5 separate regions of the Sus scrofa genome follow, and regions 1, 2, 3 and 4 are each linked to region 5. The links are chromatin contacts, called in public Hi-C and HiChIP or PLAC-seq maps. All regions are on one chromosome and are shown on one strand. Each heading gives the region's core, a stretch centred on a gene start, on an enhancer-like site or on the middle of the called end of the contact. The rest is flanking DNA. Distances are from core to core; before and after follow the strand shown. Region 1 has its middle 180 kb from the start of TANK. Region 2 overlaps RBMS1 (RNA-binding motif, single-stranded-interacting protein 1). Region 3 has its middle 240 kb from the start of TANK. Region 4 holds the start of RBMS1 (RNA-binding motif, single-stranded-interacting protein 1). Region 5 has its middle 140 kb from the start of RBMS1.

Region 1 (5,094 bases), core at 211-2,710, 240 kb after region 5:
ATGGGCAATGGTACAAAACACTGAGGAAAAAAAAACGGTTTGAAAATTATGGTGTGTTTTATCCCGGGGTGTCTAAAACTACAGTTCCAACTGGGTATACTTGGTCTCCCTAGTTGTTTTTGTTTTGGCTTGGTTTGATTTTTTTCTTTTTTCAGCAGCACCCATGGCATACAGAAGTTCCCTGACCTATGATGGAATCCAAGTCCTTAACCACTAGGCCACCAGGGAACTCCTCCATAGTTTTATTAGCAAGTCTCTGCCCTAGAAATTTTCTGAATAGATCACACTGGGAAAAGACATCTTGAGTCATTTAGGTGTGCTGTTCCACCTTGGGGAACATGTTGATTCCCCAACCAAATGGCATACATGTTCACTGAAGGTCTGGCTTTTTTACAACTGTGTCACATTTAGCAGAAGGAAAATACTCCTGAGACCTAGTCTCCCCTTCTCTGACATCCTTAAATGGGTATCAAATATGTCTAATTCTAACTTGAGAGTTTGATGTCTATGCTATGTCATCATCTATAAATCAAAATACAAGGCAACAATTGATTGTACAGGTTCTAAGTTTAGGAGGCTTGACTTTGAATCTCAGCAATTTTATTTTCAAGTTGCATGACCTAGCACATTTACTAACCTCCCTGTCTCTCAGCTTCCACATGTTAAAAAAAAAAATTGAGTATAGTGTCTGCCTCACACCATTCTGGTAAAGATTAAATGAAAAGTTGCTAAAGCATTTGGCAAGGGTCTGACTTGTGGCACATAAATATTGCTGGCTCTTCTTTATAACAGCACTTAACATAATGCCTTTCACATAATTACATCTTTAATAAATGTTTTCTGGGGAGTAGAATTGTCACCAAATTTTGAAAGTCTCAAAAAGTAAGTAGGATATATCTACACACTCTCATCCTCTTCTCTTTCTGTGCCCATACCTTAACAATGACAGGAGCCAGAAATTTATACTGCCCGGGGCCTGAGCATGTGTCCCTCTAAACCCCTGTTCCAGATCCTGCTAACGAAATTTAAAGAATGTGACAGCAGGCCTCCGTTGTTGAGAAGAGGAAAACAGCAGTGGCAAGCTCCCAGAGATGTGGTCCCAGTAGGCATTCAAAACCTCTGGTATTCTTAGTTCCCACTTATCTGCTTATCTTGGGTTGAGCCTTTGTTGGGATTTAAAAAAAAAAAAAAAAATTTTTTTTTTAAAGCCAAGCGGCCTTGTGAAAACCAGCTTCTCAGTAAACTGTATAGGCACTTCCTGGTTACCCGTGATATGGGAATAACCTTTAAACTAGTTCCATTTCTGATCCTGGCTGGAAACAGGAAATGCATGGGGTACAGCTTTAAACAAAAACAAAAGGAGCAAAAGATAAACCAAATTATCCCAGGGTTCAGAAGAGGTTTATGCTAAGTGTTAGAAGGTTCAGATTTAGCGAATCCTCCCCCAGTTCGCCCATTCCAGAAATTCCTTTTGAGGGGTGGAGGCGGGGAGTGAAGGGTTGTGCTAAATTGCACAGCACTGCCATCTTCAGGGCCAATGGGGAAAATTTCTCAGGGTCATTCAGATAAATCATCCTCCCAAACGCTTCATTTAAATATAATCAGATGGTTAAAAATTTGACAACAGACAGACTGAAACAGATTTTTCTACTGTTTCCAATGTTTGAAAAGTCAGTAGACACAGTTTTTTGTGGTGTACGCACATTTAAAAAAATATTTGCTGATTGAAAAGCCATTTACAATAAATAGGAAAGTTTAAATAGCTCATACTGCATTGCCAAATGATGGGAGTAACACAGACATAAACATATTGTTCTAGAAAAAAAAATTCCTTAAAAAGAAAAGTATGAATCAAATGATTTCGAAGTGCTGTTGGAACAGATGGTGTGATTAACAACTAGCATGTAAGCCATCTCAGGAGCTTACAGAGAAGTAAACAAATGCAAGGGGAAAAATCATTTTATTCCCCCAAAGAGTGTTTAGTTCATTTCATTAGGAAAATTCAAAAGCCTGCAATTTGAAAGTTGGATAATCCTAAGGGATATTGGAAATAAGAAGTGAAGGGAGTCTTTTGGAACAAGACCACATCAAGACAAATGCTGATGCTCCACGCATGGCCAAGGATGGGGGAGAAGCTTAGGCTGTCGTTGTCATTCAAAATGCTGGAGGCAGGTGGTGCCATGCAGAGCACACTGGCCTTGAATTGAGAGGGCCAGGTTCTCATCCTGGCTTCTAGCACCACCTGCCTCTGACCTTGGGTCCATCCTTGATCTCTTCGGACCTCAGTTTCTTTGTTTGGAAAATAAGAGTGAGAACCAGATGAGCTATACAGCTGTGCTAGAAAACGTTAATGTGCACCTGGGGATCTCATTAAAATGCAGATTTTAACTCTTAGGCTCAGGGTAGGGTCTGAGTCTGAATTCCTTACCGGCTCCCAGGTAATGCTGACACTGCTGATCCACAGACCACATGTTTACTACCAGGGTTCCAAAATCCCTTACAGTGATGGTACTCACATCTTCTGATATACTAGGTTTGACTGAGAGCAAGGTGAAGAAGACCACGTGTCTACCTGCCAGATAGAATGACTCAGAAATGTGTATGGATACAAGAGCATAACGAACTTACCAAATGTTGAATTGATTTTAAAAGCAACTCAAGTATTTCTTTATATTACATAATAAAGAGCTCGAATTAACTCTTTGGGCAAGTGGTATGAGAGAATCTTGGGAATTCAATGCGGAGACCAAACATATGGGGATGAGATGAAGGGAAGCTGGGAGACTGAGAATCAACCAGCATCCACATGGAATATTCAAGACCAATCCTGAGACCTCACGTTTTAAAGCTTCTGCTCTATGAAAGACACTGTTGAGAGAATGAGAAAACGGGAGAAATATTCTCAAATCACATATCTGACAAAGACTTGTATCCAGAATATGTAAAGGATTATCAGAACTCAAAAGTAAGAAAACAACCCAATTTTTTAATGGGCAAAAGACTTGAACAGATATTTAGCCAGAGAGGAAATGTGGATGGCAAGTAAGCAAATGAAAAGTGTTCTACATTATTAGCCACTAGGGAAATTCAAATTAAATACATGATGAGACACCACCATAAACCTATTACAAGGACTAAAATAATATTGACAATACCAAGTGCTGACAAGTGGTATGAGGAAACTAGACCACACATATATTGCTGGTAGAAATATGAAAATAATACAAAAATTGGAAAAGAGTTTTGGCAGTTTCTTATGAAGTTAAACATCAATTTACCGTATGACCCAGCAACCCCATATTTACATATTTACCCTAGAGAAATAAAAATATATTCACACAATAACTGGTACAAACATGTTTATAGCAATTCTACTCATAACTATGAAAACTAAAAAAAACTCAAATGTCTTTCAATAAGTGAATAGATAAATAAACTGTGGTACATAGGAACAAACTATTGATACTCACAACAATTTGGATGAATCTCAAAGGCCTCATTTTCAGCATGAAAGAAGCCAATCTCAAAATTTTCATCCTGTATGATTGCATTTTTATCACACTCTCAAAAAACAAAATTAAAGTGACAGAAAACAGATCAGTGGTAGCGAGGGATTAGAGGGGGGAGGAGAGGTGAGTACAAAGGGATAGAGCAAGGGAGTTTTAGGGGAAATGCAACTCTTCCCCATTCTGATTGTGGTTACACAAATCTACGCATGTGTTAAAATCCATGGAAATACACAGGCAAGAGTCATTTCTACTGTATGGAAATTGATTTTTCAAGTAATGCTAAAAACATTAGTGTTTTTCTTTTTAAACTTTGAGCAAATGTGTTCAGCCATTATGGAAAATAGTATGGAGATTCCTTAAAAAATGAAAAATAAAACCACTATATGATCCAGCAATTCTACTCCTGGGTACAAATCAGGAGACAACAAAAACTGGAAAAGACACATGCACTCCAGCATTCATAGCAGCATTATCAGCAATAGCCAAGACATGGAAACAACCCAAGTTCCTATCAAGAGATGATTGGTGTAGGAAGATGTAATACATATGTATGTGTGTATACATTTACATATATATATATGTATATATATATATAATGGAATATTACTCAACCATAAAAAAGACAGAAACATTGCCATTTGTAGCTATACGGATGGACCTAAATAATATTACACTTGGAATTCCCATTGTGGCACAACAGAAATGAATCCAACTAGTATCCATGAGGATGCAGGTTCAATTCCTGGTCTTGCTCAGTGGATTAAGGATCCATTGTTGCCATGAGCTGTGGTGTAGGTCCCAGACTTGGCTCAGATCTGGCATTGCTGTGGTTGTGGTATAGGCCAGTGGTTGCAGCTCTGATGCAACCCCTAGCCTGGGAACTTCCATATGCCTAAAAAGCAAAAAAAAAAAAAAAAAAAAAAATATATAGTGAAATAAGTCATATAGATAAATATTATATGATATTACACATAGAATCTAAAAAAAATACTAATGAATCTATGAACAAAACAGAAACAGACTCAAAGACATAGAAAACAAACTTCAGTTACCAATGGGGAGAAGGGGGTGGAGAGGGACAAATTAGGAGTATAGGATTAACAGATACAAACTACTATACGTAAAATAGATAAGCAATAAGGATTTACTATACAGCACAGGGAACTATATTCAATATCTTGTGATAACTTATAAAGGAATATAATCAGAAAAAACTGATAATTCTGCTGGATATCTGAAACTAATGCAATATTGTAAATCAATTATACTTCATTAAAAAATTGTTTTGAGTAGAAGTGAAAAGTTTTTGAAAGTCCGATTAATAAGGTAACTGCTTCCCAGCCACAAAAATGAGACTTACAGTGAACTTTTAGTATTAGCTACTGTTCCTCTATCTCCTCACACAGCCTTGAGAGACATTTCTGTACTCAAGGTCCAACAATTTATCATTTTAAGTCTATGTACTTTTCCTTTCAGAAAATTTATGACATGTCAAGCAAGCCTTTCGCTACAGATTACAGTCCAATCTTAAACACACATCAGCAGTGAGTCCAGGAGACCGACTCATTACCAGTAAGGCCCTGCC
Region 2 (4,606 bases), core at 1,921-4,420, 210 kb before region 5:
GGACTAGAGTCTATGTCTTCTGTAGATTGTATACAGCTTTTCTCTGTATTCTGCACTGTCCAACTCATAAAAGTGAGCATAGAGTCACCTTATTTTGAGCCTTAACACTTTTGTAAGATTGCTTAAACAGTATGTAAATCTCTAATGAGTTAACCCATTGTCCTACATGTAGTAGGCTTTGTTGGAGGCATGAATGGCTGAGGAGAGGTAGCTTTTTACACACACACACACACACACACACACACACACACACACACACGATGGAAATGATGATTTGCATCCTCTTTTCAAAACGATGATTACATGAAATTAGAAAGAGCTGAATGTAAGAAATGGAGTGATCAAATAATAAAAAGTACACTTAACAGATTCTATTAAACATGGTGAATTTGCATCCTAATCTTTAGATCACTTGGGATCCTAAGAGGGGTTGTAATAAATGTTACATTTGTTATTACTTATTAAAGTAATGGGGTTCCATGAGCAAATGGGTTTCTCTCTTGACCTCAACTATTACTGTCATAATAAATATTCTTGCTCTACTTTTTGGGGAAAAGAGGTATGTCCCATAAATCTCTCTGAGATCAGTCTCCTATAAATATCTGGATATAAGCTATGTCCTACAATCTAAGATGCCACTGATTATAATATGCTTGACAATTACTGAGATGTTAACATTTGAAAAAATGGATAACTGTAATTATAAGACATCACAAATGATAAGATGCATCCTGATTTCAGTGATGCTGAAATGTGAAAAAAATGAGTCAAAATCTGCGCAGTATGGCACACAGGTGCGTGAACACAGTGCATGCAAATGCACACACATGTTCCTTTTATTCATAGCCTAGGCTCCAGAAATATATATATTTTTGAAACACTCATTTTTAACCTTCATAAGAATACAGAGCTACTAAGTGATTACAAGCAAATGACTCACACTCTCCATTTTTCCAAGATCTGATTGTGTCTTCCTAGTGGACACAGTCTCCACGAGTCAGAATGAGAAGCTTTACCCTCATCTCACAAAGGAATAAACTGAGCTATCTGCTTCCCTCCTCAGCCTTCCCCTCCCAATCACGTCATTACACCCCTAGTGTTTGACAGATACAGTGCATGTCTATAGTAAGAAGGGTTAAAGGGAGAGAACCTAAATCTATAGAGATTTATCAGCCTTCTCCACTGAACACTTGTTATTAGAGTTTTAAAGGTGTCAGTTAACAGACTTAACTTGAGAACATTCTCAGACTGCTACTTCTTTATCAAGTGTAAGTCACACAAATGCATGCACATAGACACACACACACACACACACACACACACACACACACACACACACACACAAGACCATCCAGTGCTGTTTTGGCACCTGGCATCAATTCCATACAACACCTTTTTGCAGGGTCTGGAGTGCCTATTCTCAATCTTCCCAAGACTTCAGATTTATGTGAACCAGGTAAGTCAGATAATTCTAAAATGTTTAAAATAGACATTAAATTAGAAAATGAATCAAAAGCAGTAACAGCAGGTGAGATGACCCAGTTACAGAAAAGGATGCAAATGGTTTACATTTAGAGCAATGACTCTTTGTAGTTGTTGGTATCTGATATTTCATATTTGTTTAGGAACTGGCTAGTCTCCTTGTATTTCCTCTTTCTTCCTTATTCAGCTTTTCCTTTAAGTCATTTCATTGCTGATGTGAAGATTAAACAGCTATGAAAAGTGAAATAAGTCATTTTATTAACTGACTCTAAGTTGGTCAAACTGAAGGCTGGAGATTATCCATAAATTTCATGTATCTGTAATGTTTCTCTTGTTATAAGAGAAAATTACAATTGATTTCACACTGAAAATTATCTAATGGAAATTATTAACATGTTAAACCACCAAATATATCTCAAGCCCCTAATTCAGGGCCTGGTGCACACTAGGCATTCAGATAATGGTTTGATGAACAAATAATATCTTCAAAGTTGAAGCAAATCCTATTCAAAAAGATATTATTATATCCTAAAAGTAAAAGAAGCTTATGATTTTGAGATATGCTAATTCAATAGCCAAATTTCTTCAATATTAAAGAGTATTACTCCATCTTCCATAATTCACAACCTCTTGAGTGATATGAAAATATATTCTATTTAGGGGCTCTTTTAAGAAGTTTTACAATTCATTTAGGCTACTTACCACAGACATCATTAAGCATACCAGCCTATAAAACACTGCAAATCATTGTAGGAACTTCTACCCATTTCTATATGTCTGCCCCTTTTACTTAAAAAAAAATCATAATTTAAGTTTTGATAATTACCAAAATATTTAAAAATAGATTATGAACTCCTGTCATTAAAAAGCATGTAGCTTGTTTCATGTTGTCACATAACATTTAAGAAAATTCTATGAGTAAAGAATGGGCAAATTGTTGATAACTGTCAAAGATGTACTTTCTACTTTAGCATATGTTTGGAAATTTCCACAATTAAAATACTTTCAGATGGCACAGTGTACTAAAAACCTTGTGAGGTTGATTTTCAGAGGACACCAGAAACCAAGGCAAATTGGTTTTTTGTGCTCTAGTATCTAGAAAGTTTTCTTCTAAATAACTACTTTATCTGTCCATTTAACCCCTTCCTCCTAAAAAAAGAAAAAAGAAAAACATTTAAAAAGTTGAGATATGAGACTATAGTCTGAATAGTACAAGGGTAACAGCAAATCTGTTTAAAAAATGCTATAAATCCAAGTGATTAAACACAGGATTCAGCCAATTTCTACAGTTGACAGTGAAACTACATGATTTCTGAATTAGCAGCACCTCTCTGTCCCTTACTGATTCTTTTCTTTTATCATGTCTTTTATCCACTAGTTTCCTCAAACTGGGGCTGCTAGAATCTCTTCTCTCTCTCCTTCCAACCAGTCCTTATTTTATTTCAAATTGTTGTTTATATTGCTTCCAAAATAATTTGTTACAACCTCTTTGGCCATATCTCTGTACTTCCTAAAACTCCCACATCAAGTGCGAATTTCTGAACATCGCTTGTAAAGCACACTACTTTCTAACTCCTTTCTCCCTTTTCCTCTCTTCCAGCTACTATTTGCGTTTTGGCTGCCCAGGAATTCACTCTTTTCTGGCTCAGAGTTTTGCCAGGAAACAGCCTCTGTTTTTCCATCAGCCAAACCACATTCATCCCTCCCTCTGTTTACTCAGTTGAAATCACAGCTCATGGTCCACCCTCTCTTTAGTATTTCCTACTCTTGTCTATTTTCCAAAACCTCTTGCTGTCTTTTCTAAGTGTATTCATGCCTAAGTTAGGTCAACCTAGTGTCTTTATGTGTAAACTCCTCTACTGATGAAACCAGGGCCAAGATTTACCATGTGCTCTCCACTATTTACTACACCAAAAGGCATCCTGTGAGAGCTTGGCAAGTACTTATTGACCTTGCTTCACCATAAATCACTTGTTCTCGGCCTCTTTTCCAGTCCAGCCATCTGAGGAATACTATATATTCCCACCAGTCACTGTGGCTTACTTGTCCACGATTCTGGGTCAGAAATGATGAGGACACATGCTCCCATCCTTCTTTGAAGAAGAAGAAGAAGAAAAAAAGCATTAAAAAGAATGAACCAGAGAGCAGCTGCAGGAACCCAGAAAAAATAAGCATTTAACTTCAGCTCTATTTATACAGATATTAAGAGGCATATCTATATCTACAATTCTATACTGTAGAATATAATGCTTTGCAATTTTGAAAAAGGTTTACTATACGGTACATAAAACTTATAACCGCTTGACCTAAGAAGGCTTGGGACTGACTAAATATTTTCTCAGGTAAGGATATATTTTATTAAAAGCCAAGATGGTACCAAAATCTATTTTAGAATGACTAAAGCAGCTGAAAATTACTTTCTCCTCATGACTCAACTTCTCTTGAAACTCCGGTGGTTGATTCTTCTGTCTTCCCCACACCAAGAGACATCTATCTGCCTCTTCCTTGTTCCTCTTTAATGCAAAAGAGTACAGCCCTTGAAATGTACCCTAATTATATCACCAACAGATTGCGACTGCCATTTATAGTATGGAGTGGTGGACAAGGCATGGGCTTTCTGTAAAACTGCCACGTCTGAAAGACAGCTCTACCACTTGATAACTTAGCCATCTTCACCTAAATCTGTTTAACTTTTAAAAGGAAAAAAATAATAATACCTCCCTTCCAGAGATTGGGGAGAAGCACATGTGACAGTTCCGTGATCATTTATTTACCTTCTATATAGAGATAAATTCACACATAGCTGAGAGCTCTTCCTCGGTGACATCCTTTCATTTAAAACCCTGACCTTACTGGCGGGTCTTTGAACTCCACTCCAAGAAAACTTGTGCATTGGCTTTACTTCAAGACACCACTGCAGGGCATCGAGTTCTGAAATGCCCATTCTTCCATTTATTCTGTAGTCTTATTAAGAAAGATAATGATATTAGATACCAATTTTGAGTGCATAATCTATGCCGGACACTGTTGTAAGTACTTCCTAGGCATTGGTGCATGAATTGCCACACCACCATTATTCTTTCCATTCCAGACAGAGAAATGTAAGCTTCCCTTTCATGCTCTT
Region 3 (4,957 bases), core at 752-3,251, 180 kb after region 5:
TCTTAACCAACCACTACTTTACTCTCACAAAGTGCTGAAAATATGAGTCAAACAATTGCTTCCAATTAATACCTAATTGATTTGTTTCAATGTAAGAACGAACTTAGGTCATTTTCGCCAGGCTTCTTTTCTGTCATTCACGTCACTTTTGCTAAGATGAATATTCCTTTTCTAACTAAATAATTCTGAAGCATTATTTTGCTCTTGTAATTCAATTGCAGGTAAATCAGAGATATCTGCAAAGTCTAATTTAGAAGAGAAGAAGGCTTTTTCTGGCTGGTATAATAATTCATTTCAATTAGCATGATGAAACCAACTGCAGAGCCATTTTTCACTGAAAATGTTGTGGTGGAGTTCAGGGAAATATTAAAGACATTTCTAGAAGCACAAACAAGCTTACACATGCACTTAGTTGCCCTAAGGAAAAAGAGAAGATTGCAAATTATCTCATCGCCCAGATAAGAATTTTCTGTCCTCTTCAACACTTTAGGTGAAATGGGATCCTATGTGCTGATTTATAGTTACTCGTTGTAAAATCCCAGGACATGCCCCATCAAAATTTTCCTTTTATTTGCATCCTTCTTTTTTTTTTTTTTTAATTAAAGTATAGCTGCTTTACAATGTTACATCAATTTCTGCTGTACAGGAAAGTGACTCAGTAATACATACATTCTTTTTCTCATATTATCTTCATATTACTTTCTCATATTATATTGGCATTATTCTTCTTTAATGCACTTATCTAAGGAAAAGATAGAATAGAGTCTATTGTGAGTTTTAATGAAAACATGATAAATAGAAAAATATCTATAAGAACAGATTCTGCTTCTAGGAACTAAATGATATTGAATAAAACTGGTATAAATAAGGGCTGCCAAGATATTTCTGATAAAAGCCTAAAGAGATTTCAAATTTTGTAAATAAGAAATGTAAAAAAAAAAAAACTCTCTAAGATTGAGTTTGTTTTTAATGTGAATCTATGTGTTTGTGGAGATGGAATGAGCAGGGCCAGTTGACTTGTAACAAACTGCAGAATGAAATAGTAGGAAGGTAAGACGAGCTGTAAAACTAATTGGGGTCCAATATGTTTGGGGCTGTGTTTAATTTTCTTGAGGGGAAAAGAGGTCAGGAATGGAATGAAGTCAATGAGAAGTGGAATAAGACTCACCGGAAAAAGTAAAAAGCAAAATGACCAACAATGAAAGGTCAGTGAATATCCTAGAGACAGGAAATGAACTTTAAACAAAATAGAAGGTGATATTTCTATCTGTGTTTGAGAGCTGTTAAAACTGCTATTGAAAAAGGCAACATAAATTGCCAGGTGTTTCTTGCATAGAAGTTTGAGTATGTATTTAACTTGTTAGAAACATCAGGAACATTGGTGTTTTGCAATGGGCAAGAAAATCAATATTTAAACTCACAGCAAAATTGTTGCTGTTTACCCAGACTTACCTCTTGTTTTGCTGTTAATATTTTTTCTTGAAAGGAGAAAAAAACAACTCCTAAATCACCTCTCCTAAGAAGTCTTCATTATGCTAATGACTATTAGTATAAAACTTTACCCCTAAGTGTGAAATCAAATAAGTTAATTTCCTTCTTTTGTTAAAAAGCTGCTGCCAGTCAAAACTGTTTACGGTTGATATCTGACACGCAGCATTTTCTATCAGAAAATGTGATTGAAAATGTGATTGCAAGGTTGGTTAATTGAACTCATAGGCACCAACTGTCCTAAGCAGTGGCCACGACTGCATAACTCAAACGATGAATTAGCCTCCGAAAGCTTTCCGAAGTCAAAATGAGGCAAACGATCGCTACTTTGAATTGCCACATCTAAGGGCATCTTTTGATTCTACAGATACTGGTGTTTAGAAATAAAGATTCATGTGTATTTTGAAGGTTAACCTTCATTAAAATGAACAACCATTGTTATGAGGGCTTCTCTCCTCAAGGAGGCTTTCCTAGTTGTGATGTATTGGCACCCTTGTCTCTTTCCTTCCTGTCTGATGCTGAGAGATTCTGGGAAAGAGCATATGATGTAGCAGGATGATGCTGGGGTAACTGACAGTATAAACAGGCTCATAAGACTCAAACAGGTCGCCAACAAACCGGTTGTTGTGCCTAGAGCTTCCAGTAATGCTCGCCTTCTCTCCCCCACCACCCCCCAAGCATTCTGTTAAGCTTTTTCTCATACATCACTATTGCATGTAAATATTTGGACGGGCCCTTTCTGGCACCACACACCTATGTTATGCTTTTAAAAGTGTGACTTGTCCTCTTCCACCCACTTGTGGCAAAAACTGTTTTGCCTGAGTTTTTTCCCCAGTCACACGTATTCTGAATTTTTTTGGCATTGCTGCATGACAGTTCGCTGTAACTTGGCTCTGCAATGTAGTATTCCCAAGAATTTCCTTCCCCCTCTCTTAAAGTGAAGGAACAAGTTGAAATACGTGGCTGTCTTGGCAAGAGAGGAGGAGCATCAGAAAGGAACCAGGAATGTTCTTTGCCCCATGCATGTGGCGCTCCTATAGAAAGTGAGCATTCAATGGAAGAGTGGCCTAGTGGCATTCATTATAAAGACATACACCCACAACTCTTCAAAGTTGCTTAAGGGCAGCACTCCAATTGTTGAGGGGACAAAGGGACTTGCTTTGAAGCTGTATTTGTTCCACAAACGTGCTTTTGTACTTTGATTGTATGTTTATTTGAGGAGAATGATGGTGTTTGTGAATTAGGATTAAAGACCTAGAGATCCCCCTTCCCCACCACTACCCCTGCAAAATAGACTTCTTTCTGCCCCAAATCTGGACATCACAAAAATCTACTGACATGTATTTATACAGTATTTGAACTATGAAAGTAAAATATATGTTTACACATGAGATATATCTATATCTATATAGATATAGACATATATAGATATCCCCCCCCCTTGGTCCTTTGTTAAGTACATGAATGGCAAACAAGAAGTTATCTTAAAATCAGCAGGGTAGCGCTAGCTGGAATGTAATTTTACAAAACCTGGCCATCTTTCAACAAGAGTGGGTGGATTTTTAGCGCTACAAATGTTTGTGTATTATAAAGTATTTGCCATGGTGACAAAGCTGGGAGAAACATCCCATTAGCCACAGACGGGCCACAGATTGTTCTGATTATCCATGTCCAAAACTCAGTCTGGCTACGGCTTTGTGTTATTTTCAGTGTTTGTAAGTGCTTCTTCTTCTTCTCCTTGTTTTTTCCTACATCCTAACCTACAACTTAGCAAATATGGATGTATGCAGGCATGTAATTGAAAGTTATCTTTAAGCATGGTCTTAAGGCTGGTTCATATAACCCAGGTGCAGATTACTTGTGTGTCATCATTACATTTGGAGTGGATATGTTTATAGTGGTAAAAAATAATAAGCTTTGAAAGAATGAGAGACTTGTGAAAAGCATCCTGGAGCACTTTTTAAAAATAAAAAGGGTCATGGTGAGAGCATGTGAACAAGAAGCAATGAAGTGTCTGCCCTAATTTATTTGCAGGGATTTCTGACTATTGATTTCAGTTTGAAAAGTTATAGCCTCTATTTTTAAAAGTGACTTTTATCTCAAGTACATGGGGAGAAATGTGAATTATAAATAGCCAACAGAAAATACGCCCCAGCATGTAAAGAATCCACATTTCTCCTCTTCCAAACATTTCCCTGCTAAGAAAAACATGGGAAAAATTTTAAAGACTCCTTTTGCCCCTATTTTTGGGGAGAATGTTTATAAACAAATGGTGTTTTATGTAGTGGAATGAATTGCCATGCACTAAAACATAGTATCAGACAGAGAATTGCTTTGAAGTTACTCATGGCTGCGCAAGGCAGACAGAATAAGAGGAAAAGGTAGACCTAAAAAAAAAAAAGATTTAAGGTCATATAAAAGTTAAAGAAAGTAGATAACAGAAAATTAACCCTTATCATCTGCGTAGCATTTCTGCTAAATTAAACCACAGTGGAAGCTGGAACAGTTTGAAAATGTAATGAAAAGACATTCCACAATTAATTCTGCAACTGCAACATCTCAAACTTTCTCTTCATTTTTTTGATGACTTTTAGTGGAGGTGACACTGATGTTTCTTTCTCACATAAACAAGGAAGAAATTCTAATTCGCTTATTTACTGTTCAGTCTTTCAGGGCAGGCAATGTAGCAGATCATTTCACTAAACAGGACTGAGGAGAGACATTTTAATGAGGAAATAAAATACCTGTTACAGGTATTTTGAGTAAATAAAGTTTTACTGACTCCAAAAATTGTGCTTTCTCAGGTCATTTTGAAAAGTACTAATTCAAGCACACATCTGCAAACTGAACCCGTCATTCAATAAAATATCATAAGGGTTGAAAGTCCCTAGATATGTTTATGTTCAAAAGGGCACCTACCAATACATTATACAATTTTGGAAGAGGAAAATGAAAGAAACTTAGCTTCATAAGGACAAAGGGTTCTGAAGTCCTATTTCCAGGGCATTGAATCTGTCTTAAACATTTCTAATAATCCTGTTTTTAAGGTTAGTCTGCTCCATGGTCTGATTCTAAGACTAGTTATGTGTGTTTGCCATTAAACAAGTTGGTTAAAGTTGGGAATACACGTTGAAGACTTCAGCACACCTGTGGCCCAAGTTCCTAACAGAGCCAAGCAGTTTCAATGGCCAAAGAGCAGGAAGTCAGAATGCGGCCTGGGCACCTAGGGCAGTTCTCTACCTAATATTTGCCCATTATCATTTCTTTCTAGCACCTTTTGCTTCAGAGTTCACATTTGGCATTTTCCAAGACAGTCTGGACCACTGCCTTCCAAATTGGAGCTGAGATGTTCATTGGGGATTTCTCTATCATATCTTGCTTGTGACTAAATAGAACTAGGCAGACATAAAAGGCTAAATTTCTGAGACAACGCTTATAATGGCAATTTTTCATATTTAAAGAATGCCCA
Region 4 (4,686 bases), core at 1,889-4,388, 140 kb before region 5:
AGTGTCATTTTCATTGGTATCTATTCCTTCTGATGAAAAGAAATCCTATCTGTTTATTCATTCTTAATTCACCTCTTGATCATAATTTTAAGTCAAAATGTCACTTCGTAAACAACCATGCCGTTCTTTAGTTTTTGATACAGCTTCCAAACAGAAGTTTCAAAACAACTCTGTCTAGCAAACACATCACTGTACTTTAAACAGTGATGTTTTCTATCCCATATTTCAGGAGGGTTAACACACACACACAGAGGCAAGGATCATCACTGCAGACAACAGATTCTAAGTTCATTAACTCTTTAGGTAGGTTAGGTAACACATTTTTAAACAAACTACAAATCAAACCAAGTCTCTATTTTTTTTAATGACTCAATACCATGACACCAAGAGACAGATTAGATAAGGGAGGAAAAAAAAAGGGCTATGTGTTCTGAACTATGCTTACCTAAAATCTGCATCCAGTCACTTTACATTTTAGGAGATGCCTCTTCTTGAGATAATCAAGATACTTTACAATAGGGAATTCAGATTTAATTATCAAACTTTAATACCATGTTATATAGGTCAAGTGAGTATGAGTGTCTTTCTCCGGAAACAAAGACATTCGGAGTAATAGGATTTCAGATTTTATAGTAGAAACAGCAAGATATGTTTTGAGAATGTCGTTTACCGTAACACAAATCAATATTAAATGCTTTATGCAGGAAGCACACTTTCAGAAATGGACCCTAAAGCTTTCTGGGATCCAACCCTAATTACTAGAGCAGGCTCTTGCCGTTTGTCTCTCTCTTCAATTATTTACAGGGCAAAAAGAGCCAAGTGGCATTGCATTAGCTATATTAAATGCTATGCACTTGGTTTCTAACTTACCAATGGTATATAAAAATTACTAGGGTGGATGTGCCTGTATAAACATGGCCTTTTTTCTTCTTCACCTGAGGGTACGCTATTTATTATTCATATAGTTAAACGTTGAATAGGCTGTCCTTTAGGTACCCAATGCTGCGCAATCTAAACAAGTGCATTAAACACATGTGATATCTAAAAAGCAATGCATTGATTACACTTAAAATTTCTTTGAACAACTTATATTTACAATGTAGCTCACCAAAATCGGGTACCTCCCTCCCGTCCATGAAAACAAATACCAAAGTGACCACACAGAAATGAATAATGCTCAACCATCTTGCTGCTTTTCCGAAAACCAAAGTAAAATGAAAATAGGAGGAGGGTGAAATAAGGCCCTTGAAGGCTAACAAATGTCTGGTCTCTATGCGGACAAGTGTCCTTTTTACATGGACAGATACAGAACTAGGGTGTAAGTACCTTAACATGGACCACACACACTTTAAGAAAGAAAAGCTTATCAAGGTTCAATCAGAGATTCTTTGTACCAGGCCAGAAATGCCCTGTGTCAGCAAGCAGAGCATGATTATAACCCCTCAAAGAAAGTTCAGATACTGTGCCCATACTTGATTCTTTCGTGATCTACAAGGGCACCAGGAGTCAAGGGAGATGCTAATTGCTGAAGAAGGCTGGTAGCCAACTTATGCCCTCCTAAACCGTGGAAGAAGCTTCCAAAGCAGTGAAACCCTCACTCTTTGTGGACCCATTTTTTTTTTTTCAAATGAATTCAGGAGGAATCAAATTCTTATTGTAAAAATAGCATAGGCCCACTAACAACGTACCCAGGGTCCCTAGAAAGCCAGTCGCAATCTGTATGCAACATGTCATCTGCTGTGTCACCCAAGAGTGTGACAAGGCCACTTTTGAGAAAGCACCACTGGAAATCGATCGGTGGTAAACATATAAGGTAGTATTTTTCTAAACTAAATACGAAGTCACTTCTTTCTCTGCACCGAAATATGCCCATTGTCCGTCCTTTGCAAAAGCTACAGGGAAGATTAAAGGGACATCAATGAACGCTGAGTGAACTTTGGCCACTTTTCTACCCAAAACACCAGCGTAAAAGTAGAAATCAGTAACCAGGTGAAGTGCCACACCGCACAAAGATCAACGCGAGGGGCGGGCGCGCAGGGCCGGAGGCGGGGAGGGAAAAGTCCCGTCCCCCCCACCCCCAACCCCTCCAGCCCCAGTCACCGCGCGCGCGGGAGGCTGAGGGGCGTCCCCGGGGGCGGGAGGCTCCGCGCCACTCGGAGGGAAACCGAGAGTTGCTGCTCGCCACGCGAGGCCCAGGAGAAGGTGGTCGAAGATCCGCGCCGCCGGCGGGGCCGGGCACGGGCCCCAGGCGTCAGCGACCCAGCAGCAGACGCTCGACGAGGGGCGCCGCTCGGCTCGCGACCCTCCCCGCCTCCCAGGCCAGGAAGGGGCCGGCGGCTCTTTCCTGTCTAGTCTCTCCCCCCGCGGCTCTCTGTAACCCGATCCCCGCACTCCGCTCCGCGGGCAGCCGCCGCCCGGCGCGCAGCCTGGCTTCGCCCAGGCCAGCGCTATAGTTAGCAACCTTCCAGCAACTCCGCCGGGGGCGGCGGGGACTAGCCGCGCGCCCCTTCCGGGCCCGAGCAGCGCGCGCCCCCGGCGTCCCCTCCTCCCGGGTCCCCTGTCTCCCGCTCCCCCTTACCTTCGCTTGAAGATACTGGGGGTAATAGTAGGTGGCGTACTGAGGGTACATCTGCTGTTTCCACACTTTGCCCATGAAGCTGGAAGGGAGCCTGCCGTGCAGGGTCGCGGGCACTTTGAGGTTTCCAAGTCTCGATCTCTCCTGCCTCTCCCTTTCCGGCGGCGGCGGCGGCGGCGGCTGCCGCTGCTCCACCTCCCAGCCCGGACCAGACGTCCTCCTCCTCCTCCTTCCTCTCCTCCTCCTCCTTCTTCTCCCAGGCACAGAGAAAGACACTGCAGAGCGCAGAGGGCACCCCGGACAGGGCGCTCCCAAGGAGTTGCCTCCCGGAGCCCAACTGCTCCGGGGCTGCCAAGGACTGGCGCTCTGGCAGCGCTCCGCTCCGGCAAGCAGGCTGAGCGGGGCCAGGAGGTGATCAATACCAGTGGAAAGTGCTGCTGCGGCGGCGGCGGCGGCGGCGGCTGCGCTCGGTGCCAGGCGGCATCTGGGGTGGGTGCGCCCGATTGGGAGAGGGGAGAGGGGCTGGCGGGCCGAGGCCGTGGGGGAAGGGCGGTGGGGGCGTGGCTTGGGCGCCGTGGAGCCGGGACCGGCTGGAGGTGAGGGCTGAGTTTTAACCACTCCTCACCTCCCAGGCTCGGGGTTGGACGGGCGGAAACCTTGGGAGTCCGGATCGCTTTGTGTTGAGGGTAAAGGGTGGGGTTGGATTTGGGGGGGACACAGCTTAAGAACTGCAGAGTGGACACCTCGTTTGCTTTCATGAGTTTTTATCTCGAGAGAGAGGGGAGGTAAGGGGGAACGAGAAGGAAATCTGATTAATCTCTTACTCTCCCCCCCAATGATTTTTTTTTTCCTTTTTTTTTCACAAGGGAAGGAAAATAATTTGGTGTCCAACCACAAAGCTGGAGTCAGAATGCCTGGGTTCTGTCCCTTCCATTCCCACCCCCCCTCAGGCCACAACACTAATTTTCTAGATGACCTTGGGAGGTTTAGTGTCCTTCGGTATGGTTTTCCCAGATGTGAGAGGTGAAATCATGCCCTCTGCACCAGAGGAGGCAAAGCGGTCGGGTGCGCGCGCAAGCGCACCACACACACACACACACACACACACACACACCCACACCACCCTCACAACAAATAGACGGATCCTTCTAAGGGGGAGATGCCGCAGAGAGGCAGAACGTTATTATCAGAGGACACAATATAGACATCAGCTTTTCTCTGCCTCTTTCTAACGCTGCCAGACAGTCTGTCAACTCCCACTCAGGAGCAAGGAAACTCCCTGAGTTTGGAATATTTTAAGGCCATTTTGAAAGTCACGCTGGCATATTGTTGCAGTGTGCTTCTGTGACATATTAAAATCAATCTCTTTCTGCCTCTCTCCATCTCCTAATTGTCACAGCTCCAGACAGCCCCAGACAGCAGTGGTTCAGTTCACTACATAACTGGATATAATTTAATGGAGTTAATTGGTCCCTTAAGCTGCCTGTAGAAGACTTTTATATTCCAGCGCAACAAGAGATAATACTAAAATGTACAAATAGGATAAGTAAGAAAGCACTTTCAAATTGGAGATCTTGCACATCTAATAAAATGTAATGAAAAATTAATTTGTTATTAAATAGACCTTGATCACTTCGTTTTGTCATTTTGATTTTCTGACAGTCTGTGTTCATAGTTGCACAAAGGTAAATCAAACTGAAATGGAATGCATGATTTCGTTAAACAGTGACATTTTTATTTGATTACATTTCAAAAGGCTTAATAAGGTACTTTAAAACAATGCAATAGTGAAATGAAACCTTTATCACCTTTATATGATTTAGACAAATTTCTGGGTTATACATTGTGAAAAAACAAATTTTTGGATATGCCGGGAGGCAAATCATGTTCTCTTAAAAATAATTAAGAGTTAACCTATGTCAAATCCTACAAAGAAACAAGTATTGCTTGAGCTTCTGCTGTGTGGTGGGCCCTGCTGAGGTCAATGTCAATCTGGATGTTGGTTCAGAAGGTTCATTGTCTAGCTAGGGGAGCTAAAAATAGTTCTTTACACTGTTTCTATGTGGGACCCTTTAATGTATTTGATAAGGGAACTGATATGAACTAACCTA
Region 5 (4,562 bases), core at 1,359-3,858:
CTTTCAGACATGCATGAAAGATGAACACATGATGTCTGTAACAGAAATTATGAAAATTTAAAAACATTCGGTAAAATGTATTGAAAATATTCAACTCAGCATACAACTTAGTAGCTATGGGTGACATTATTAAGATAATTATCATCCTTGTCATGAAATCATTATAGAAAACCTACTGTAGCTATATCACTGTTACTTCAGGATCCATGAACTAGAGACATACTTCTTGTCTTTAGAAAGGTAGGAATTCTTGACGAGGACAAAGCCCAAACACGTAAAAAATTAAATACAAGTGAGAATATGGTAGGAGCTGCCTGTATATCTAGGGAAGTCAAGGTAGGGAGCAAGAATAAATGGGAAGGGGCATCCTTTCTAGCATGAGCTGCATTGTTTGAGCAGTAGGAAGGGACGAGGGGAGAAAACAAGACATTGCATAAGTCTGACCAGAGGGAAAGACTTCATATGAGATCTTGGGAGAGATAGATAAGGTAAAGTAAGGGTGTAAGAGATGGAGAACCTGAACACTAGACTGTGTGTGTCTGACCTTCTTACAGGCATGGAGATTCCACTGGAAATTCTGAGCTGGGATGAACTCTGCATAGTGGAGTTTTAAATAGAGTATATCTTGCTGGCAGTGAACAGCGTGGATTGCAGCACTGAGAGACTGCAGGCAGAGACCAATTAGGAATCAACTGTAGTAAATTAGACATGAAGTGATAGCTAAGATCCTAGACAGGGTGTGGTTGTGGGGTAGAAAAGGCAGGCATGGATACAAAATAGATTACTCTACAAAGAATCAACACACTGGGTGACTGATCAGATCTGTAGGAGAAAGGGAAGAATCCAAGACATCTCCTGGGTATGAAAGAGAGGATGATGGTGCCATTGACAGAAATAAGGAAGTCAGGAAGAGATGCTGGTGTTGAGGAGGAAGAGGGGGAATTTGATTTTTAAAACATTGTGTTGGTATGGTACACTGTGTACCCAGTGAAAGTGTCCAGAGGTAATTAGGAAGAGAGATTAGACTTGGGTAGTTTAGGTTTGGAAGTCATCAAAGGACAGAAGGATAAAGAAGGAAAATAACAGTTTGGTTGAGGGAGAAGCTGATGAATTTGAGCAAGACTAACAAGCAGTGGCTCTGATGATGACTCACATGGCAGGGAGGCCAAGGAGAATAAGGACTGAAAAAAGTCCATTAGACATGGTGCCTAGCGGGTCAACAGTTCCAGTAAAGTGGGCATTTGTGGATGGGATTCTAGGGTTGAGAGGGAAGAGGCTCCAATGCGTCAGAGATGAGGTACTGGCTCCTTGCTTTAAAAGGTGCAGGGAGAGGGGAGTTCCTGTTGTGGTGCAATGGAGACGAATCTGACTAGTATCCACGAGGATGCGGGTTCGATCCCTGGTCTTGAATCAAACCGAATCTTCGTGGATACTAGTCGGATCCCTGGACTCACTCAGTGGGTAGGCGATCCGGCGTTGCCCTGAGCTGTGGTGTAGGTTGCAGACATGGCTCCAATCCAGCATTGCTGTGACTGTGGTGTAGGCTGGTGGCTACAGTTTGACCCCTAACCTGGGAAATTTCATATGGTGGGTGCGGCCCTAAAAAGACAAAAAAAGAAAAAAGCCAGAATACTACCAAACGGCCATACATTTTGGGAACCCGAAGAGGCACTGCACGAGTCCTAAAAGCGAGTAGTAGATGTTTAATATATGCAGTTGTGGTAATAGAAAGTTTGAATGGACATTGACATTTTTATCAGCACATACATTTAAAAAGAAAGCCAGTCTTCCAATACAAGGAAAGAGTAATGTGTTCCTTGGCACTCTAGAATGGAGGGCCCAATCTAGAGCCCCACAGGTCAAATCTGGCTCTCACATATTGTGTTTGCTGACATTTGTTTGCTAGATTATTACGTTCCTCTGCCTCCTTGTTACCCAGAGCCACCCTGAGCCATGCAGATATTTGCATCTGTAACTCCTGCTCTAATACTTTCTAACGCTAAACCATCCCAAAGAAAGAAAAACATTAAAATAAATACTTAAATAATTCAAAACGAACACATCCTGACTTTGAATATTCTCTCTCTCTCTCTCTCTCTCTGTGTGTGTGTGTGTGTATATATATATATAAGCAAATTGGATTCAGTTATGTTTTCTTTCTAGCTGTTGTATTCTTTTGAACTATCTCAATGCGCTGAGCCGGCCCTGGCCCCACCCTCAGGTCTCCCTCCCTCTCTCTCTTGCTCAGAACCTTTAAGGCTTGAGTGTTCTCACCCTTGCCTTTGCTAGGAGCTCCTGGTTGCTTGAGTGTTCCTTTTATCCCGTTCCGTTTAATTACCATGCAAACCCTCTGTTGAGCTTTTAATTAACAAGTTATCTTCATCTGAAGACTGGAAACCCTGGGCTCTTTCAGCATACATTAGACAGCTAAAATATGAAATTAAAGAAAACAGAGTTTTAGCCAACAGAAACAAGTGACTCATTTCCTTGTGAAAACACACCAGGTTTATGTTACTCTGGCAACGATATTCCAGAACAGCGTCCCTCCCCTCCCCTCTTAGAGCTTGTATGTGTTCCTGTTACAGTCTGTGTTCTGTGGTGACCTAATAGGGAACCAAGTCACTCATTGATTCATGAGAAAAGAACACTGCGCTTTCATGCCTATGGCTCAACCTACGTCCTTTTGACCGAAGGAAGGAAGAAGAGTTTACTTTGTACAAAAGCGAGGAGCTGTGAGAAGAGACAAAAAACTCTGGACCGAGTGCTGTTCTAGGGTCGAAGTGTAGTCCTGCTGTGACTTTCAAAACACCATGACTGGTTCCAGTATGTTAGAATTCTAAGTGCCTGTTTTTCTAACGGCATCTGATTAAATCATAGTGGGCAGCAGCCTGTGTGTGTGCGCCGCACGGGGAAATGAAGATTTAGAGGCTCTTGCGCAAAGACCCCAGATGTTTCTTGGGACGCGCATCATGGGCGGGAATTTCATGGTGCTTAGGGCCAAAATTTCAATCCAGATCAGGGAGGCCTGCCAAGGCAGAAATGCGTAAAACAAAACCAGTTGCACTGATCGTCTTTTCTTCTAGGTTTTAAGCTCCAGGAGGTACTCAGAAAGTAGTGGAGAGGATCTTCAGTATATTAGGTTTTACTCCAGATGTTATTTAAAAATTGGAGTCTGGATGAAGGGAGGGCTGCAGGGATTTTAAGTTTAGAGACATCTTGAGCAGCTTTATATTTTTATTAAAAGTGCAGTGAATTGTGTAGCTATTAGAATGTAACAGACTAAAAATTACTGGTGTTTGAAGATTTTTAGTTTCTCTCTTGTACTAACAACCTGTCTGCAAAAGAGTTTTTTCAGCTTTGCTCAGTCATTTTTTTCCCCCTCAAAAGTGTCTTACCAGTTCTCTTGGCTTTGGAGAGAGACTAGGAGAACAAGCAGAGAGAGAGAGAGAGGTGGGAACAGTGGGAAGATGTGGGACAATTTAGTGTCAGTTTTATGCATAATGTCAATTTATATAATGAAGGACTAGCAGAGGGAAGATAAATCAAAAATAGCTTTTAAACAAGTCATATAGGCTGGAGGTAGAGAAGGAATTATTTTTTTCAGAGGATTTGAGGGGAAGGATCTAGGGATAATAGGTCATCTATGTGATGGTAACAGATAGGAAGGGAGAAAAAAAAGAAAGTTTTAAGAATTGCTGGGACTGTAGTATCCTCATCAAAGTTCAGGATATATAAGAAAAGAACTTGATTTATTTTAAAATTGAAACTAAATTGAATTGCAAGGATTGTGTATTTTTAGCCACAACACTGCTCTGGGACGTGAACCATGTGGGTCATGGTATTATAAATAATAAAAAGTATTATAATTTAAAACATTGCTTGACAAAATTTGAAATAATTCCCACTGGAAAGATAGCCTTGACTTGGGAGAATGTTGAGTAGAAATTCTTTTGTATTTTTTTTCTGTGTGTGGTACCCAAATATTAAGGCAGAAGGCAAAAGTCAACGACAACTTAGTAGTTCAAAACATTCTCATTCTGAGTTGTCATCAGGAAGATGGCTTTGATGGGAGTGACCTTCCCGTCCATTGTAACAAATGAAAGGCACTGGGAACAATTTTAAGTTCTAACCAGTTCATTGTCATTTTTTTTAGATGAGTATTTTCTAGTGAAACAATTTACCAATTTTTTCCTTTACTGTGACTTTTCTCTTTTTCCCCCAACATCATTCTCTGCTTCTACATATTAAAAAAAAAAAAAAGTAGTCCATCTGTTGGGTGTGTAGCTTGTAAAATTACAGTTATAAATTCCCTGTAGAAATACTAATAAAATATTTTCTATTTTGAAATTAATAATCCAAGTAGTTGCAAGATATTTTCAATTTGTTCAGCAATGTAAAATGAGAAAGATAGTTTGCTGTACACGATGAAGAAAGCATGTTTTACATTTTTGAAAAGTTTGATTGCTATAAAAATTAATCAATAGCATCTAGGAGCAAAGCTGTATGAGTCAAAAAAAAAGGTGTATGAGTCAAAAAATGTATGTATTTCAAACTTGAAATAC

What was found. A called contact is a pair of places that touch in the nucleus more often than the background predicts. HiChIP or PLAC-seq counts read pairs in DNA pulled down with a chosen protein or histone mark.
Region 1: an H3K27ac HiChIP or PLAC-seq map of skeletal muscle shows a contact between it and region 5, with 8 times the contacts expected there. The contact joins two enhancer-like sites. A contact is called at or near these places in 8 of 47 Hi-C or Micro-C datasets (embryonic fibroblasts, heart right ventricle, mesenteric adipose tissue and 4 more) and 1 of 2 datasets of contacts at active chromatin or transcription factors (skeletal muscle).
Region 2: a contact with region 5 is called in an H3K27ac HiChIP or PLAC-seq map of skeletal muscle, with 5 times the contacts expected there. The contact joins two enhancer-like sites. A contact is called at or near these places in 3 of 47 Hi-C or Micro-C datasets (embryonic fibroblasts and omental adipose tissue) and 2 of 2 datasets of contacts at active chromatin or transcription factors (alveolar macrophages and skeletal muscle).
Region 3: an H3K27ac HiChIP or PLAC-seq map of skeletal muscle shows a contact between it and region 5, with 7 times the contacts expected there. The contact joins two enhancer-like sites. A contact is called at or near these places in 2 of 47 Hi-C or Micro-C datasets (embryonic fibroblasts and skeletal muscle) and 1 of 2 datasets of contacts at active chromatin or transcription factors (skeletal muscle).
Region 4: a Hi-C map of skeletal muscle shows a contact between it and region 5, with 10 times the contacts expected there. The contact joins the promoter of RBMS1 here to the enhancer-like site in region 5. A contact is called at or near these places in 7 of 47 Hi-C or Micro-C datasets (alveolar macrophages, embryonic fibroblasts, heart right ventricle and 3 more) and 2 of 2 datasets of contacts at active chromatin or transcription factors (alveolar macrophages and skeletal muscle).

The regions. Positions count from the first base shown.
Region 1 is chr15:67,788,146-67,793,239 of Sscrofa11.1, forward strand. No RefSeq gene overlaps it. Among named protein-coding and RNA genes, the nearest start is that of TANK, 180 kb to the right of the region's middle. Within about 2 kb of position 1,461, at least 48 of the 83 cell types and tissues checked have an H3K27ac peak or open chromatin away from gene starts, as enhancers often do. A contact at or near this core is called in embryonic fibroblasts, mesenteric adipose tissue, omental adipose tissue and 3 more, where this site is marked.
Region 2 is chr15:67,329,666-67,334,271 of Sscrofa11.1, forward strand. The region is part of intron 1 of RBMS1 (RNA-binding motif, single-stranded-interacting protein 1); the gene reads right to left. Among named protein-coding and RNA genes, the nearest start is that of RBMS1, 77 kb to the right of the region's middle. Within about 2 kb of position 3,171, at least 13 of the 83 cell types and tissues checked have an H3K27ac peak or open chromatin away from gene starts, as enhancers often do. A contact at or near this core is called in alveolar macrophages, embryonic fibroblasts and skeletal muscle, where this site is marked.
Region 3 is chr15:67,726,285-67,731,241 of Sscrofa11.1, forward strand. No RefSeq gene overlaps it. Among named protein-coding and RNA genes, the nearest start is that of TANK, 240 kb to the right of the region's middle. Within about 2 kb of position 2,002, at least 13 of the 83 cell types and tissues checked have an H3K27ac peak or open chromatin away from gene starts, as enhancers often do. A contact at or near this core is called in skeletal muscle, where this site is marked.
Region 4 is chr15:67,406,289-67,410,974 of Sscrofa11.1, forward strand. It overlaps RBMS1 (RNA-binding motif, single-stranded-interacting protein 1), which reads right to left and starts at 3,139. Exons shown (of 14, transcript XM_003133427.6): 1 at 2,579-3,139. The coding sequence starts at 2,653. It overlaps LOC106506256 (a long non-coding RNA gene), which reads left to right and starts at 2,952. Exons shown (of 3, transcript XR_001301448.2): 1 at 2,952-3,064.
Region 5 is chr15:67,542,288-67,546,849 of Sscrofa11.1, forward strand. No RefSeq gene overlaps it. Among named protein-coding and RNA genes, the nearest start is that of RBMS1, 140 kb to the left of the region's middle. Within about 2 kb of position 2,609, at least 43 of the 83 cell types and tissues checked have an H3K27ac peak or open chromatin away from gene starts, as enhancers often do. A contact at or near this core is called in alveolar macrophages, embryonic fibroblasts, mesenteric adipose tissue and 4 more, where this site is marked.